Regions from separate parts of the Triticum aestivum genome. Here region 2 is linked to region 1. A link is a contact called in public Hi-C data. All regions are on one chromosome and are shown on one strand. Each heading gives the region's core, a stretch centred on a gene start, on an enhancer-like site or on the middle of the called end of the contact. The rest is flanking DNA. Distances are from core to core; before and after follow the strand shown.

What was found. Hi-C and Micro-C count contacts between places; a contact is called where the count stands out from the background.
Region 2: a Hi-C map of leaf shows a contact between it and region 1, with 3 times the contacts expected there. The contact joins the promoter of LOC123057666 here to the promoter of LOC123059962 in region 1. A contact is called at or near these places in 3 of 5 Hi-C or Micro-C datasets (all in leaf).

What each region holds. Positions count from the first base shown.
Region 1 is chr3A:24,698,488-24,702,017 of IWGSC CS RefSeq v2.1, forward strand. It overlaps LOC123059962 (mannose-6-phosphate isomerase 1), which reads right to left and starts at 1,980. Exons shown (of 5, transcript XM_044482522.1): 1 at 1,434-1,980; 2 at 1,165-1,332. The coding sequence starts at 1,811.
Region 2 is chr3A:24,846,504-24,850,033 of IWGSC CS RefSeq v2.1, forward strand. LOC123057666 (putative receptor-like protein kinase At4g00960) reads right to left here and starts at 2,012. Exons shown (of 5, transcript XM_044480590.1): 1 at 1,507-2,012; 2 at 1,217-1,427; 3 at 1-130. The coding sequence starts at 1,722.

The DNA of each region.
Region 1 (3,530 bases), core at 730-3,229:
CATCCCTTTTTATTCCTTTTTATGACAAGTATTTTCGGACAGAGGGAGTACCTCTGTAAACTTTTATAAGACACTTTAGATCACCTAAAACGTCTTATAAAAGTTTACGGAGGGAGTACATTGGTATTTACCGCCTACCAATAGCCAATCGGTTACAAATGCCCCTGTACATAATTCAACTTTAGAACTACAATACATTTACCATAGAATTTTCAACTTGATAGGAATGAACAGGTACTAGATCCTGAGTTTGATCCACACACACATCGGGGTGAAAAAAACCTTCTGCGAAGAACAAAAGGGTATAGATTTGAAAAGCCGGATATGGTTGTCCAATTTTGTTTTATTTTTCTGAATCACTAACCCCAAATCTGTGTCCTGTTCTGGCACTCGTGTCTATCTCCAAGCAACAGCGGCGCATGCCCACGAGTTCTTGGATAGGTGATAGGTGGTACAGCCGGCTGGCCCGCGTGTCGCATTTATGTATTTAGAGATAGATCATGGTATTTACATGTCAGCAAAATTGGTTGTGGGACACCATTATTTCGTGCCTGATATGCAGTTTTTCTTTCAAATAAATATGTGATTTTCTAAATGTAGAGCTTGGTGAGTATATCGACTAGCCAAGCAGGAAGTAACGGACATGTAAATGTGCATCAACTAGGAAAGAGTTGAAACAAACCATTTACCTGGTAAAAAAAATATTACGGTAAAGCTATCTGACGAACGTTCGGTTGGGGTGAGACCCCAGCGAACGCGAACGCCCCCAGAGGTACACGATCTAGATCCAACGGGTGGCAGTTTTCGGCGATTTTTGCACCAAAAAATACACAATTGCTTGGCATATTCTAAAACTCCCACACGATACGCCGACCTTCCAAAATTAAGGTGCAATATTGCGAGGAATTAGGATGGCATTTTCTTCTGGAACACGCATCTAAACATGTGGCACGCATCCTGAAGAAGTCAAGGCGTGCTTGCTCCTAGCGAGATTCAGTTGAGCCTAAAATAGTCTGACAGTCCAAGCGCACACGTCGTATACTCTTATAGATAAGAAATATGTGCAGAGGTGCAACGGAACTGGACTTATCTACGGGGTGGTGACAGGGGGCGCAACAGCACTGCGCACGCGGTGGCGGTTGGGACGCACGGAGACGCACGCACCTGGATGCCGGCGAAGCCGAAGAGCGCGCGGAAGTCGGTGACGGCGATGGCCATCTCCGGCTTGTGGTTGGCGTCCCGGTACGTGGCCGGCCGCATGGCGTGCAGCAGCTCCGCCAGCCCCTTGTCCGGGTGCGCCTGGATCGACAGCGGCTTCGCCACCGCCAGCACCTGCACGCGGGAAAATCGCACGACGGTGACAGAGTCAGCTTCGCGAGCACGTCATGGTTGAGGAGCAGAACTGCAGAGCAGAGGAAGGAGGCGGCGGGCACCTTGAAGAGGAACGGGAGGTCGCCGGCCCAGCGCGCGGCGACGGCGGGGCCGAGCGCGGCCGGGTTACGCGCGAGCCAGGTGCCGAGGGGCTCGCCGCCGGGGAGCACGGCGGAGGGCGCGGCCGGGTGCGTGCCCATCCAGAGCTCCGCGTAGGGGCGGGCCTCGTCGATTTCGGCGGCGGAGTCCGCGGCTGAGAGGCGCGCGACGAGGGAGGCGGCGCCGCGCCGGCCCCACTCGTACTGCTGCACGCCGCAGCGCAGCCGCAGCGGCGGCGGCAGCTCCGGCGCGGCGGGCTCGGGCGGCGCACGGTCGTCCGGCGCGGAGGCCTCGGGCAGCGCCGGCGGGGAGGGCGCGGGCGCGGTGGAGGGAGCGCCCATTCTTTCTCTCTCGGGGGTGAGGGAGCAGGGCGGGGAGCAGTTCGTCTGGGCGTGGCGTGGTGCGGGCGGGTGTTTTCTCGGGAGATCGGTGCGGGAACGGGGCGCGGAGGAGGAATTTTAAGGGGAGGGAAGAAGATCGGCGCGGCGTGGCGTGGCGAGCGAACCGGCCGCGTCGGTCGCATGGGTACCCGGGGCGCCACGCGTTGGAGTTGCCGCGCCGCTTCCACGTAGTGATGTATGCCGGTTTGGCTCGTTGGAAGGCGTTGGATCAGAGATGGAGTACGTATTTATTACCCCTAATTGCGACCCAAATTTGACAAAACCAAATCAGATTAACTGTGTGTTTTCGTAGGATCCGGTTTGCCTGCTCCCTCCCCGTGCTTCCATGCGTTCTCCCACGTCATCCTACAGTTTTTTAATGGGTCCCGATAACTGCCACACGTGTGGTGTATCGGATAGTTGTGCCACACGCCTCGTGTGGCATGGACAGCAACCAGCCCACACACCTACGTGTGGGCAAAACAACTAATGCCCACACATGTCTTTTTTTCCCTCCTGAACCCTCTCACACGCGTGCGTGTGGGCGAAATTGATAACGCCCACACGCCCGTGTGTCAGGCCTCGTACCCTTCTGGTCCCGCACGTGACGCGTGACGCTCACCGCGCGCCCGCAGTTGTCATGGTCCAGACCCTCGTCCATGTTCGTTTATCTGCAGTTGCCATGTCGCTGAACTACGGTTGCCATGTCGGACAACTGCAGTTGCCATGGTTGCTCAACTGCAGTTGCCATGTATGGTCTGATCTAATGTAGTTGCCATGATTTCATAACTTTAGGAGTTGCCACATATTAACACTAGGCAGTTGAGAGAGTTACCATGTGCTCACAAGCATGCTAGGGCAGTTGCCATGTAAAATGGAAGAGTTGCCATCTGCTTACGTGCACGTTAGGGCAGTTGCAATGTATGTGCACGTTGGGGCAGTTGCCATGTACCATGCAAAAACACATGGCAACTCGGTAAAAGACAGTTGCCATCTGCTTACGTGCATACTAGGCAGTTGCCATGTACCCTGCAAAAACACATGGCAACTCGGGTAAAAAAAGAAAGTTGTCACCTGCTTATAAAAGCACACTAGAGGCAGTTGCCATGTGCACTGCAAAAACACATGGCAACTAGCAGCTTACGTGTGGGAGAGGAGACGGGCGTGTGGGCGAGATGGCAAATGCCCACACACCAGCCCTTGTGCGTGACTGAAAACTGGTATGTGGGTGAACTGCTAAACGCCCACACACCGGCCCCTCCTTGTGGTAAAATGGATGTGTGGGCGAACTATGTCACACACCACACACACGCCTTGTCCTACGTGGCACAGAAAATCAGTCAGATTGTGTCAAGATTCGTGCATATAGTACTGGACGGTGATGGATGCGTGTGGTCGAGATGGTCAACGCCCACACGTGTGGGCGTTAACATTTCCGTTTTTTTATTTCTAATCTAATCATCTCCTCTTGATTTTAAGGAGATGGGGCCGGGTTTTATTTTGTTTCAATTAAATCAAGCCACGTAGACAGGAGCATGAATGGGCACACGACGGGGAAGTAGACAAATCTCGTCCGTTTTTTAGGGGTGAACGCTGATATATAACACGTCAGTTTCCTTGTTACCAGGTACAGTGGTTTTTATTTTATTCTGGGAAGGTCGTTATGGCTAGAGTATTTAA
Region 2 (3,530 bases), core at 762-3,261, 150 kb after region 1:
TTGCTCGCCTTGATGTCTCTGTGGATGATCTTCACCGGAGACTCTTCGTGGAGGTACAGGAGGCCCCTTGCTAGTCCGAGGATTATTTGGTACCGTTTTGGCCAGTCTAGCTGCACCCTCTTCTCCCTGTCTGAAAGTAAGCGATTCAGTGCAGGTTCAGATAACAGAGCAGTTCTTCTGTGTTCTGTATACTGTTTTTCCATTTGCAGGAATTGACTGTTATGCAGTTGTAACATACTGGCGTATGCTGTTTATCTAAAAAGTCAGATTGCTTATGTCAAAGCTTAACATTGTAACGAACTCCAGCAGTTACTTTCTGTATTTGCTTGTAATTTTTTCAGAAGAAAAATGATTTAATTTGCAGAACAGAGTAAACTCAGTTAGCTCATTATTCGAAATCATTGCTCATACAAGACATTATAGACAATTTTTTTTTATTCTACTTCCAACTTGTCTCGCATTGTGAATGCATTGCTTCACTTTGTAAACTCAGACAGATTACTGCTTGAGATCCTTTCATGTAGACTGCAGAAACATATGACTCCCTCTGATCCAAATTAATTGACGCTGAGTTAGTACGACTTCGTACTAAAGTTGTACTAAGTCAGCGTCGGTTAACTCGGATCGGAGGGAGTATTGCGTGTTACCAAATTGCGCAAAGATATTTGTCATAAATTTACGTAGTGCATTTGTTTTTGTTCTGCATATGCACAACTGCATCTGCTTTGCTTGCTGATATAAGACGAAGAAGAATCGTGATCAAGAACTGGTCTGCTCTGAATATGACATTCCAACCTTCCAGGTTAAGAAACGAGGAACTGCTTCTGATTCAGTCAAGGTCAATGATAATACTTGGAACCGGCTGTTATATGAGGACGGCAAGGCCAACTTTAATACTAGTTGATATCAATTGAAGACTTGCAACAGACTGAATGCTCTGTCTGACCAAACTGCTGTTGGCACGAACATTCAATTGCCCGTTTCGACTGAAATTTCAGGCACCACCGAATTTACTGAAAATCCATTAGTGATTTCGGTCTCAGTTTGGACCGAGGGAGAAAGTTTTCATCAAAATACGAAATCCAACCAAGATTTGGCGCGCAGTTTGGTAAAAAACAATCTGAATTCCGTTTTTTTGAACTCTGAACTGTTTTTGACTGAATTGTAAGCTGATCGAGGTTGGAAGGATAAGCTGGGGCGATCGAGGGTGACTGACCGAAGAGGATGTGGTCGAGGCTGCCGTTGGGGAAGTAGGGGTAGACGAGCATCTTCTGGCCGGCGGCGGCGCAGCAGCCGAGGAGGGAGACGAGGTTGCGGTGCTGCACCTTGAGCAGCAGCCGCACCTCGTTGAGGAACTCCCGCACCCCCTGCCGCGACTCCAGCGACAGCCGCTTCACCGCGATCTCCTGCCCGCCCTCCATCACGCCCTGCACATGCATGGAGATTTCATCAGCGATCGATCCAAGCGCGCTCGCGCCGCAGGGAGACGGCGAGGAGGTTGCTTGCCTTGTAGACGGGGCCGAAGCCGCCGCGGCCGAGCAGGTTGCCGTCGGAGAAGCCGGCGGTGGCGGCCTCCAGCACGGGCAGGTCGATGAAGAGCGTCCACTGGTCCCCCTCCCGCCCCGACGCGCCGGCGCCGTCGCCGTCCCCCGCACCGCCCCCGGCGCTCTTCCTCCGGCGGCCGCAGCACGCCCACGACCACGGCGCGGCGGCCGGCGGCATCTGTGCTCTAGCGAGCTAGCTAGCACAATCAAAGACCAACGCCGCGACGCCGCCGGAGATAACAGAGAAAGCTCCACCCTGCTCGCCCACGCGCCGAACTGGCGAGCAGAAAAGCTCTGCGGCGCGACGTCGAGGCCGCCGGCCGGACCGGGCCACGCGCGTACTAGTAGCGAGGATTAGGAAACGTGACGTGCTCACATACCACTCTCTGTGGCTGCTAGCTAACCGGCGCAGATGGGTTCGGCTGTCGAGCAGCAGCGAGTGACAAGTGTGTCCTAGCTGCTGCGCTCGCTGTGGAATTCAACGTCAACCGCGACGACGGGTCTCCGTCCGGCCGCCGCTGTCGTGTGTGTGTGCGCGGGCGACATGGGCAAGCGCGTGCTTGACTTCGCTCCCACGGTCAAGCGGCGGTTAGCCGTCGTGTCGTGCGGGCGGCCGTCGTGCGGGCGGTTAGCTCCTACACTATTTTCTTTTGTCGAATTGAGGGGCGTGCCCCCGATTCCATTTCACTTTTTTTTCAGGGCAAATACGAGTTTTATTCCATATAAATATAAATAGGGTTACACTCAAGTAGCAAACGTTTTTGAATACATGAAGATCCACGGTGTAGCCATACAACAGTACTCCACTCAGTTCAAATATAGCCAGCCAAACGATTTACTACCCTATTTTGTTAACGACTAATTTTTTGAAAATTAAACTCTCTGTCAAGTATCAAGAATTTAATCCTAGTAACTAAATAATCATACGCTGAGCGATCCAAACAATCACCCATGGAAGGTGCTAGTGCTGTCGATGAATCAGACTGCACAATGATTGGGCCCTCCGAGTATTGCTTTGCCAATGCCATGCCTTGCATCAACGCATGAATCTTGGCCTCTAGAGCATCTTTACAGTTGAATAAAACCCAGTATGCTGCGAAGATAACACTCTCATCCTGTCTCTGTAGGATCATACCTGCGGCCGCCGAACCATGGCCGGCTGAAAAAGCTCCATCCATCGAAAAACATGTTTAAGACAACCAGCAATGCAGCGCACGGGGTAACCACAACTCTGTCGCCTGTTAGAGCATCTCCAACAATAGCCATATAATACGGCACATGCCGTTTCTAAGGCATATAGGAGGTCTATATAAACGGATTTGCTAATTAACATCTACATGAAATTTACTTATATCACATCTAAGTTGTGGATCACACAATCCATTGCTTAAAAAAATTCGTGTTTATTTTGATTCTCCAACGGCAACCCAATAGTAACACTTTTACAATTTTCTTTAGGCAGCCCTAAAAAAGGTTTAGTGTGCGGCAAATATGTGGCAGAGGCGCTGCTGCCGCAAACCCTTTGCGCGCGGTCATTTCCCCTCCGGTGCCTAGCCGGAAACCGACGGATTCGCTGGCCGCCACGCGCCATGGCCGGTGCCTTCGACCCGCCATCGACCCCGAAACTGTCGCTTCCGCTCCCGTGCTCCTCTCCGTGGTCGACGGAGGCCCTGCCACCGCCGCCCATGGTCGCCGTGCTGGATTCATCGCCCGCCGACCGGCGAAAGTCGCCATAATGGACGGCGGCAAGCCGAAGAAGACCCCTGCCGCCGCCAAGCCTCGTGGAGGAGCAGCGAAGCGGCTGCCACACGACCCGTCGGCTTTGGATCTAGCGAAAAAGTTGAAGGCTATGGTGGCGAAGAAGACAGTTGCTGCTGCCGTAGCGGTGTCTATGGCACCGCCAGCACCGCCTCCTCCTTCTGTCGTATCACCGCCAGCGGCCGATGTGGAAGAGTCATTAACACCCACGGTCACTATCACCGCTGC